2 separate regions of the Mus musculus genome follow, and region 1 is linked to region 2. Evidence: chromatin contacts called from public Hi-C data. All regions are on one chromosome and are shown on one strand. Each heading gives the region's core, a stretch centred on a gene start, on an enhancer-like site or on the middle of the called end of the contact. The rest is flanking DNA. Distances are from core to core; before and after follow the strand shown. Region 1 overlaps Tmem26 (transmembrane protein 26). Region 2 overlaps Cabcoco1 (ciliary associated calcium binding coiled-coil 1).

The links. Hi-C and Micro-C count contacts between places; a contact is called where the count stands out from the background.
Region 1: a contact with region 2 is called in a Hi-C map of uterus, with 4 times the contacts expected there. The contact joins two enhancer-like sites. A contact is called at or near these places in 2 of 15 datasets of contacts at CTCF or cohesin (the NIH/3T3 cell line and liver), 39 of 484 Hi-C or Micro-C datasets (the AtT-20 cell line, the C10 cell line, the C2C12 cell line and 21 more) and 1 of 115 datasets of contacts at active chromatin or transcription factors (kidney).

What each region holds. Positions count from the first base shown.
Region 1 is chr10:68,748,697-68,754,803 of GRCm38.p6, forward strand. Tmem26 (transmembrane protein 26) reads left to right here. Exons shown (of 6, transcript NM_177794.3): 4 at 2,412-2,632. Among named protein-coding and RNA genes, the nearest start is that of Tmem26, 28 kb to the left of the region's middle. Within about 2 kb of position 4,490, at least 2 of the 459 cell types and tissues checked have an H3K27ac peak or open chromatin away from gene starts, as enhancers often do. A contact at or near this core is called in uterus, where this site is marked.
Region 2 is chr10:68,463,053-68,468,696 of GRCm38.p6, forward strand. The region is part of intron 5 of Cabcoco1 (ciliary associated calcium binding coiled-coil 1); the gene reads right to left. Among named protein-coding and RNA genes, the nearest start is that of Gm32872, 63 kb to the right of the region's middle. Within about 2 kb of position 2,114, at least 15 of the 459 cell types and tissues checked have an H3K27ac peak or open chromatin away from gene starts, as enhancers often do. A contact at or near this core is called in uterus, where this site is marked.

The DNA of each region.
Region 1 (6,107 bases), core at 3,240-5,739, 290 kb after region 2:
ACTATCTGTATACAAATTTATATCCCAGCACTGTTTTTTAAAAAAATAATTATCTTATCTCCACTGAAATACATCTGCTAATACATTGACAATTGCCTGTGGGTTTGTGGGGTCTGTTTCTGGGTTCTCTGTTCTGGCCCATGGTTCTATTTGTCTCCTTTTACCCAATGTGCACTGTCTATGGAATAGCAGCAGTAAGTCTGAAAAGGCACAGAGCATCGGGGCTCCAGCTTTGTTCTGCTTTAATGCTGTGTGAGCTAGTTTGGATACTTTACCTCTCCACATAACCATGAGACTCAGTTCTTCACTCACCAAAGAACTTGATGACATCATAGTTGGACTGATATCGAATACATGTCAAGTCATGGACCACTGGCATGTTGACAATGTTGAGTCTCTATATCCATGAACAAGAGACCTCTCTCCAGTTAGTCCCTTTGATTTTAGTCTTCAAGGACTGTGCACATAGCTAAGAGCTAGAGCACATGCCTTATAGATGCAAGGCCCTGTGTTTGATCCCCATAAAGCAGAGACTGACTTAACTCCTCAGCATTTAGTATTTTTTACCATATATGTGTGTGTACCTGATATATATATATGTGTGTGTGTGTGTGTGTGTGTGTATGTTTATATATATATATATATATATATATATATATATATATATATATATATGTATATATATATATATACATATATATATATGTGTGTGTGTATGTGTGTGTATGTTTATATATGTATATATGTAAACATATGTGCATGTCTGTGTATACATATGTATAATATATGTATTTTAACAGAGGTGCATATGTAACATGTATACACATTTTGTTAGACTCATAAGCAAGTACTTTATTTTCCACAGTGGCAATGTAAGTGATACTGAATTTCAACCCCAATATCTATTTCTTTACCAGTATATAGGAAGAAGATTGACCCTTGAATATCAGATTTTACTCCACAATTTGTTTATTAGGTCTGAAAAATTTTTTTCTTCTTCCCTCCCGCCAAGAATTCAAGACTTTCTACATATAAAAATATGTCTGAACAAAGGCAGTTTTATTTCTTTTATTCTGATGAGTACAACTTTCCTTTTCTATAAAATATATATTGCCTAGATATATGATATTAATATAATAGCAAAGGATATTTTCCAAAATAGAGTGATAGGGTGGCTCTTTTTCTTCACTTGTCTTATATTTATAGTTGATAATGATCATTTTGAAAACAGTTTACAGAAGGAACTCAAGACTAAGAACTCTCTACCATCGAAGGGTGTTTTTTAAAATGAGTTCTAGAGTAGAATAGAGCGATCCACACATTATTATCTGAGTTTCATTTAGATCTTACCTTTGTCACTGTGGAGAAGTCACTCGGATTTTTATCTTAACTGAAACAATCATATTTGTCATGATAATGTGTTGTCCCCTAGAAGTTAAATGTGTTGTATGTGAAGCCACACATGTGAAGCAAAGCATGTGAAGACACATGGGAGAAATGTCAAGAAGAAAGTGACAAAAAATTAAAAATTCTTCATCTTCCTGTGTGGATTGACCAGTTGTAGGTCACTTCTTTTGCTTTGTCATTGTGTATTTGGTATGAGAACTGATCCAAATGTCAGCTTTGCCCATCGTAACAGGCAGCTTAGATAGATCACCTGGAGCCATTATCCTGTCTACTTGCTTCATAGATCTTGTAGTCTTTAAATATTTCAGTCTAAGCCAATAGTAACATTTTAAAATTTACTTAGAAGTTGAAAAGGGAATGATATTTCCTTCCTCTGGGATATACTATGAGATCTAACAGTTTGTCAAACCTAAGAGTAAAGACAGGCTCATTTTTTCTTGCTCTACTATGCATTATTGAGTAAATGCTAATTATTCAGAGTAAAGATAGGACTATTACAATTATTATTCTCTTCCTCTGAGTAAACAGATGGACACTATTTTTTTTTCTAATTAAAGTTTTACAGCAGCAATGGACAAAAGGAAGATTGTAAAAATTCCAATGTTAATAAATTCAGGTTTTTAAATCAATAAAAGAAAAATATTGGATTGTTTTTATAATTTTAATATGGAACTTATCAAACTTTGTTAGGCATCATACTTTATTATGGGCTGTAATAAAACACCCAATGATCTTTAAAACATTATTAAATTGATTCTTTAAATATCACAAGGCATCATCTTATTAGCCGTGTAAGGTTTAAATTAACCACATGTTGAGTAAATCCTGCTTTAAAAGCCCCATTGTATTTCTTTTGTAGCGTGTTCATTTTCCTTAGTTATTAAAGAATGACACTTGGAAAATGCTGACAAAAACACACTGTTGACCAGGAGCTGAAAGCCATGTTGAAGTAGATAATCATTTACACACTGACAGTTCCTGAACCTGATGTCTCTGTTCAACAGGCCAGAGGCTTTGTCGACAATTTATCCATGGTATGTGAACCGGTCTGGACCTTAGGACTCCACCAAACACTCCTGCTAATATTAATCATTGGACGGTGGCTTCTCCCCATTGGAGGCACCATCACTAGAGACCAACTCTCAGAACTTCTTCTGATGTTTGTGGGGACGGCGGCCGACATACTGGAGTTCACTACTGAGACTCTGAAGGAAAATAATGTCAGGTAAGTTCCTGATGCAACGTCAGCACCACAGGCTTGGCTTGCTGCTCTGTTGTTTATCCTGCACCTGGCTCGTTGTCCTATTGTCTGTATGTGGCATATGTAAGGCTTTTAAAGACAGCTTTATGTCAGGGCTTGAGGGAGGACTTATTTAGTGAGTTTGTTTTCTATGCAAGCCTCAGGAACTGAGTTTGGATCCACAATTCCCATGTAAGCACCAGGCATGGTGGTGTGTATGTGTCATGTGTGTCTAGGATCACAGCACTGGCGATGTGAAGACAGGAGAATCTCTAGGGCTCACTGGAAGGCCATTCAAACCAAATTGGTAAACTCTTAAACTCCGTGTTCAGTGAGGGTAAGGTGGGGCTGATAGATAAAAGCACCTCACATCAAACCTCTGGACTCCATATGCACTTAAACACATGTGCAGACACATCAGGTACACATAAGGACATGAATGAACATCTATTCACATATACACCACATGTACTATATCTATATAGATATATAGCTATATCTATACACACACAAAGACCAATCTTTATCTTAAAAAGGAAAATGCAGGAAGGAGGTTCAGGCTGAGAAAGAGGATATACCCACCCTGGATAGAACAGAAAATTGCCATATAGTTACACCATAAGTCCAGGAGGGTCATGGTGGAACCACAGCGACTACGGGTATCTGGAGACCATCTCTATCCTCTTCAGCCAAGTGTCAGCAGTACAGCCCATGTCATTATTTTCTCCGAGATCACCTAGCTCCAAGAGCCATAGAGACACCGTCCCTTTCTCTAGCTATAGAATTTACATTTCCCGGTGAGAAGGAGAACAGAGCCAATGAAGTTTTATTGTACAGAATTTTATTTTTAGTCAGTTTTGTTCAAAGTGCCCAAAGGCTTTCTGGTGGAGATGCCTATAAATTAAAACTTATTGAGTTGGTACTTTTATTTTTGCCACCAGCAAGCAAACTCGGAATCCGTGATCACATCTGTTTATGGAACTGCTTTCTTCCCATTAGGGATTTGAGTCTCCGTGCCTGAATGTACTTTAAGCTTGGGTTGTTTTGTATGGTGCTATAAAAATAAATTGGAATGAGGCTGGCTTTTAATGCTACGGTTTACTTTATCCCACTCTCCTCAAACAACAAAACATAAAGCCTGAGCCAAACACACCGACTTATTAAATAAGCCTAATTTCTCAATCACAGCGTGAATCACTATTTATAAGTGAGAGATTTTTTTTATAAGAACACTCATTGTTTTGTACATACTAAATTATTTGTTCAGTTTATTAAGTCAACATCATTTTTGAGGTATCAAATATGAGTTGGATGACTGTAGTCACTGTGTTTATTTTCATGTGGTGGTTCCAATGCCTTATGCTTGATCAGCATTTTACATTGAATAGTAATTTCAAATACATTTAAGATCATTGCAGTACAATGTCACTACTAGAGGAACATCAATGGACCATGATGGACCCCCTGAAATTATGAACATGGATAGTTACAAACCTGACATCTATCTATAAAATGAATGCATACATGCTAAATATCTTCCAAGTACAGAGACAGCACAAGACAATAAAGGGCTTGAAAAGAGAGGGCTTTGTTTTACGGAGCTAGTCGTAAAACGAGAGAAATGCCAAACCCGGTTATCTTAATGGGCTCTGCGAGTCCCATCCAGAAGTATCATCAAAGAGTAATGGATCCCGTGTTTACCAATAAACGTTGATTATTAAATAAGTTGATTTAATTGTTTGACCCATAAAAAAGCGCCCTTGGAAGTCACTCGGCACTGCTTAATTGACTAAGAACTGATTTGTTATTTAACATGTGCCAGGTACCGTGTTAGGCAGAGCTTGGGGAACAAAACCGTAAACAAGTTATGAACCAAAGATCACACAGTTCAGCCAAAACAAGACTGTTTCGGTCCAGTGAGAATTTAGGGAGGACTGGATGTTTCAAAGCATCATCAATTTCTCCAATTTTTTTTTTCTACTTACAATTCAATTCAAATACTTTCTGAGTATATATTTTGGAAATTTTGAACTTGTGTTTCACGCCAGTTAAAGCTTAATGAGGCTGAATAAATTAGAGTAGGCCTGTATCTGCAGGCTTCTCATTCGTGGGTAGAAAGTGTTCTAGAAATGACTCCAAGTTCATTATTGCCCTACAGCACGGATTACATGACAATGTTGTACAATGTTTTCTAAGAACTTGAGTGTCCTACAAGCACCCTCCTATAAATAATAAAGGATATTTTGTTACAGATTCCATTTCTAAATATCTTCCCATGTTGTTTTCGATTGTATTTCCTCAAATTGAAATTATTTTGTTTCAGTATTTCCAGATTGTGTCAGTGGCCTTTTCTGATTTCCCTCCTGTCCCCTTGCACCTCTGTAACTCAAATACACCTCAACCTGTGGTCAACTCCCAAAATGCATCTAGACTTCCTCTTCAAAAAGCTTGCTTCCGAGTTCTAAGTTCCTGTCTCAGGTCTCATATATACTGTAAGAAACGATACCAAAAATGTCGTGTGTGTGTGTGTGTGTGTGTGTGTGTGTGTGTGTGTGTGTCTGTCTGTCTGTCTGTTCAGAAAAGGAGACTGGATCCAATGGAACTGTAGTAACAGCTGGTTGTTAGCCACAATGTGATGCTAGCAATTGAACACAGGTCCTTAACTGCTGAGCCATCTTCCACCTCATAAGGATGTCTTATGAATAACAGAGTTCTCTGTAATACAATGTATTGGTTTATCTCTTTTGGGTTATGTTTCTTGCTGCCATACATAGGAAATAAGAACAAATCCAAAATCAGAAGCATATTCCTTTTTCTACCTATGGGACTATTTAGCTCTCTCTGTCTCTGTCTCTCTCAGAGTGTATGTGTGTATATGTTTGAGTGTGTGCATGCTTGTGTGTGTGTATGTTTGCATATGTTTGTGTGTGTGTTTCCATTTGATTTAACTTTGTGCACTGTGAGATAAACCTTCAAGTTCAGTATTTTGGGCAATGACCAAGCTTGGACTAATTGTCTCGAAAATATCTGTTGAAAATACTCTTTCTGAGTTCAGCTGGTGTGTTTATTTAAAATCAGTTGACTGCAGGTATAAGAGCTCCAATGAGGCATGTGTGTGCTTGTCCTTATACCAACCTCACAAGGTGGTTTTGGTAGACACTGTAGCACTACTTTCTAAAAACCATTGCTTCTGGTAACGTGGGGCTTTACCTAGCCATGTGGCTGTGACCATCTTACTGAGTTTTATTTAAAAAGCAACCAAACCAAACCAAACCAAACCAAACCAAACCAAACCAAACCAAACAACAAGCAAACATACAAACAGAAAACCTTGTGGTCTTGTAGGAAGTGAGCTAACATGAACGATTATTTGGGAAGCTTCAGAATTATAAAGCCCTCTCATCTGTGAACGTGAAAATTCTGAGCTTGTTTCTGACATGTTTGCCTCCTTTTGGAACCC
Region 2 (5,644 bases), core at 864-3,363:
TATTTGAGGGACATCGTCTAACTGTGACCCAATTTTATCTTATTTATTTTAAGTCTGGTCTGTTTTAAGTAGTTTGGATATCACCCTTGTTTCTTGATGGCTAATCTCATTTTTCTAGAATTACTTATTTATTAAAAGAATCATTTATTTTATGAATATGAGTACACTGTAGCTGTCTTCAGGCACATCAGAAGAGGACATTGGATTCCATTACAGATGGTTGCTATGAACTCAGGGCCTCTGGAAGAATAGTCAATGCTTTTAACTGCTGAGCCAGCTCTCCAGCTCCTAGAATTTTTATTTTTAAACCCAGAAGGCAAAAAGATGCCTGGCACTGAGATTATTTAGCCTAATGTTTATTTATTTTAAGTTTCATTGCATATATTCAATGTATACAGCACTGGGTTATACAGCAATATCTTCATACAGTGTGTATTATAATTGAACATACCCTCCCTGCCACTCCCCAACCTGCCAACCTTCTTTTTCTGAGATTTCCCCCCCCACCCCCCCCAATTTGGTGACTCTTTGGGTAGGTTGAATTTCTCAATTATGCTTCTAATCTAATCTGGTCCTACTAATTAAGGTATTTTTTTACTGAAGGAAGCTGACACTGTCCCCAACTCCGCCACACACTTTCTCATGCTATTTTTGTTTTGAAGATTTTTGTTCTACACGTGTAGTGTGGATGTGCTCACTTATAATCTCCTGATTATGGCTAAGGCTTCAGACAGAGCTGAGCTCACTTCTCAAGTTATGAGCGCGGCAGTCACCTAATAGTCTGTAATTACAGACATTTAGGCTTTAAAAATCCCGTGTTTTCCCATTTCCATTTGCAGGAGACAGATTTAAAGAGATTTACATGCAGAGACCAAAAAAAAAAAAAAATCCATTGTATTGTAAAGTCAAATGCTGCGGATAGCTTTCTTGTTTTTCTCTGAGCTCCCTTCAGTCAATCCCCCTCCTTAAAGAGATCCAAGGTGGCTCTCAACCTGTGGGTCGCGACCCCTTTGGGGATTCCCAGGGGGTGGCCTAAGTTAGTCTGCATATCAGATATTTACATTACAATTCATAACAGTAGCAAAATTACAGTTATGAAGTATCAATGAAAATAATTTTATGGTTGGCGGTGACCCAACCATGCTCTGGTGGTTCCTAACTTCTATGGGGGAGAGGGTAAGCCTTGAGTTTTGAGTAGTTAGTAGAGGTCTTCAGCATTAATAACTTTGAAAAGGTTCCACAGGGAAGCAGGACAAGAGAAGATGCAGCAGGAAAGATAGGCTTAGTGCATCAGGTGGGGGATCCGGCACAGACTGAGATCTATTCAGAAATTTGTTTCAAAAGTGCAGAGATATTGGGGCACATGTGAATGTCTTTGTGTGTATATGTCTCATACAACATAGATCACATTTCTATACCCAGAATATCGAGCATAGGAGGAGGATCAGTTTTGGTGAGAAAATATAAATGACCCATCATTTTGGGACAGACATCTAATAAATGACATTGATTTATTCTGGGTGAAAAAGGTAAGTTTCCAAGTGGAGCTAAAAATTTAATGGTTTGAAAATCTAATGGTCACCATTTGCATATATTTAATAAATATAAATAAATACACAATCTAATCAAATTAAACTTCACTGTTCTTTCTTTGTTATGATTACAAATCTATAGTCTTTATGCTTCTAACACAAAACCGGTTTTAACTGAACAAATCTAAAAAAAATATGTCTTTACTGAAGAATTTATCTTCCTGCTTCAGGGCCTGAGTTTTCTGGTTGCCCCCTTTAGCTCTTAATTAAGTTAAAATCAAGGGGGATAGCTACTTCAATGAAATAATTAAGACATAAAGATGAGAAGCTTCACTCCCTTCTGTGTATGTTGATCTGCAAATCCTCGGTACCGTAAATGGTTTTTGGATTTGAAAAGCAGCTCAAAGCCCAGTTACAAATGGAAGGAATGACTCAACCAGATAGAATTTCCTTAATTCTGAATGCCTTGATTTTTTGCTGATGGGGGGAAAATCTTTCCCAAGGGCAGGCAGATGAATCTTTGAGCAAACCTCCACAGGAGGGCGCCATAGTGCGACTCTGCTGCAAGCTGCAGCTGCTGAGGCCCTTCCGGCCTTTATCCCTGTTTTGATGAAGTGTCTCAGATAGAGTGTGTATTCCCTGAACTGGAAAATTCTATGTTGTCAAAACTCAGGATGATAGGTTTCATGTGAGTTTGCTTTTGTCTATCGGTTTAAAACGACTGGAAGTAATTTAATCTTTCTTTGGGAGGCATGTGGTCTTTGTACATTTTATCTTAAAACACAGTAAAATGGGTGAGCTGCATGCTTTAAATGAAGCAAAAGCTAAACAGGTCAAAGCTACAGCATGCTTTAAAATGGCTGGTATATGTTAGAACAAGCTAATTAATCAAACCTGGAGACATCACAAAAGTGCACTTATTACTTATAATTAGGATGTGTTTATACGTTGTTTGCATAGATCACATTATTTTCAAATGATATATATTACTTATAATGGCATGTTTAGCTAACTAGGTGGTAGATAGGTAAATCAATCTTAGCAAATATAGGAACAGAATCAAAATATAAATTGTTGAATGGCTCTCTCTAAGACATAAAGATTCTGGAAACATACACTACAATGTTTGTGGTAGATATTTGGCCCAAATTACAGACTTAAAAAATGAGCCTTTTTATAACTCACATTTTGGTAGTATATTCTCAAACCATCCTCTAAGAGATAAGAAATGTTAATATTTTACTAGATTTAAATCAATATAAAAGTAATTATGATCTTGGCAGTTGCCATGTGTCTTTGTGAGCCTGGCCTTATTCTGAAGACAAACAGAGCCTTGTAAGCTCAAGACAGCCACACTGAATGGACAGCTTCATTAAATCTGAGAAGGACCAGGCCTGGTGGATATCGATATAGATTATATGGTTCCAATAACTGTTTATATAACATACACATTTCCAGTAAGAAAACTATTCATCTCATTATGGATTTTGCTCAAAGAAATGTCATGTGGACTAATCCTAACAATGGAGAGGAAGCGGAGGAGGGGCCTTGGGTATTTTGAGAACCTCTGTGGTAGGATGTAACTGCCTTACAGTCAAATGTTGGTAGCTTTGATAGTCTAGGAATTTGTAGTTGAAACAAAATAACATAAGTGCAGTATAAATGGGACAGCTTTCGGGGTCTGCATTCCTTATTAGAAACTGATGCTGTCAAGATTTCATACAAGCGAGCCTGCAGAAATATCTCAGTGGGGAAAAGCCCTTGCCATGCACAACCCTGAATTCAACCCCAGAACATGCGTTGGATGGAATTGACTCCTGAAAGTTGTCCTCTGACCTAAACACACACACACACACACACACACACACACACACACACACACACACACACACTCACAAGCACATGAACACACATACAAAAAACACTCACATTTACACAGGAGATATACACACACATACAATATACACAGAGAGAGACACATAAAGATACATTCATACACACAAAGTGTACATACACACAGGAAAACACATACAAAAATACATTCATATACACAAAGTGTACACACACATATACACACATACAAAAGTACATTCACACACAAAGTATATACACACACTATACTATACACAAACTCAAACACATACAGACATGCCCCACACACATAAACACACATATATTTTATACACAGAGATATCATACATATAATAAATAATTTTTTAAAAAATTAAAAATATCATACTCATGAAAACACTTGCTTAGGTAGAGAGGCTGGTGGACTTTCCAATGGTTCACACCTGGTTGGTAACATTAAATTTGCTGGTAATTAAAATGCTACTTCACTGTTTTCCCAGGGAATTGAGCCACAGTGACTAAATTTAATATCTTTTCTTTTTAGCTCCTACTGATAGACCTTTATGTCAATAAATAATTCAGAAGGTAGATTTAAAAATACAAGACAACTTAGGTAAGTGCTTACACATCATATTATTTAAAACACTGTTCTGTAAATTTGGCAACTTTTATGTAGTCAGATACTTTAATAATTTAACCACACTTAGCCAGTTTTCTTTGGATTTTTTATTGTAGGTTTATTCTAGTTTATATTCTATAATATTTTATTATTGTGCAATGCTGGGGGTTGGGAAGTGTTCTATCACTGACTGATGCCTCCTCCCCTTTACCCAGAATCCAGTTCATCAGAAACTTCATGAGACAAGTTCTTTCTTTAAAATCTTAAGAGAGTCATTGTTATGAAATGTCTTGACATCAGGAAGTCAAACTAACTCAACTTCTGAGTCAGCTTCCACTAGATTTCATATCATTGTGTGATATCAAAATATTTCCTGCACACAAAAATGTCTTATTGATGACATTTTATTTTGTTTTGCCATTTCCCTCCCTTTATCCCTTTTTCTTTTCTTTTCAAAACTTTTATCATTATTATTCGTATGTGTGTGTGTGTTTGTGTGTGTGCTTGGCGTACCACTAAGCCTAAGGGCTACACTAATCTACAACTAAAAGCATACATACTTAGAAGGCAGCTTGACAGCATGTGCATTTGACACACATGCTGAAATAGCATCCCCTCCTCTCTGGGCCTTTGACCTTCCAAACCATAAGTTTAGATCATGTTTACATGACAAGGTATGAAATTCCTTCTTGTCAAGCAGGCTTCGAGTCCAAACCCTCAGTGGCTGGTTACCTGCTAACCTCCACACCACTATTGCACAAGTGGACATATCTTGCTTGGCAGGTCAGGATTGTAGCATCAGAGTTGGCTGCCAGCAATGCCATCAGTAACTTTCCTCTTCTGTATTTTCCTTTTTTTTTTTTTAAATGGCATATATTCATTATCCTTAGTAAAGTATTTCATAAGGACATTTAATGCAAGCACACAATGTATTTTGACCATATCCCTGGTCCTTTTCATCCCCTTAGACAGTGACACATCTCCTCTTACGTCATGTACACATATATGATTTATGTATCAATGTAAAATCTAGGACCCATAATGGGAAGACATATTTGTCTTACTGATTCTGGCTTAACTCCCGTAATACCATGATACTAAGTCCATCCCCAGCTCATCCATCTTTGTGCAAACGATGTAATTCCGCTTTCCTTTTGGGTGAATGAAATTCCATCGTGTATACACAGCTTGGTTTATCTCCCCTACTGCTGAGCAACTGGGTTGGTTCCATACCTTAGCAACTGTGATCAGAGGTGGACTGAACAGCCCTGTGCAGGTACTTGTGACATGTGGAAACACAGTCCTCTGGATTTCCTTCATCTTTTGTGACGCCCCCCAAAGTAAAGGAGTTGGTTTTTTTCCCAAGTGGGGAAAATCAAAATAAAATCAAATTGTAGTGCAACCAAAGCACTTCATTTCTTAAGCGCCATCGCTGGAAGAATACAATCAGAAGTTTGAGGGGACAATTATTGCTTTGCTTGCAACATGGCTCCTTCTTCAGGGGAAGGGAATGGCATCGCCATGCCTTTGTAACTAGGACTCCTCAGTCCACCCCCTCAATGACTGACATCAACTTCCCCATGTACCCAAGACGCTGAACTTGGGACTTAAAAAAATCTCATATTGCATTTTGGTCAATGTT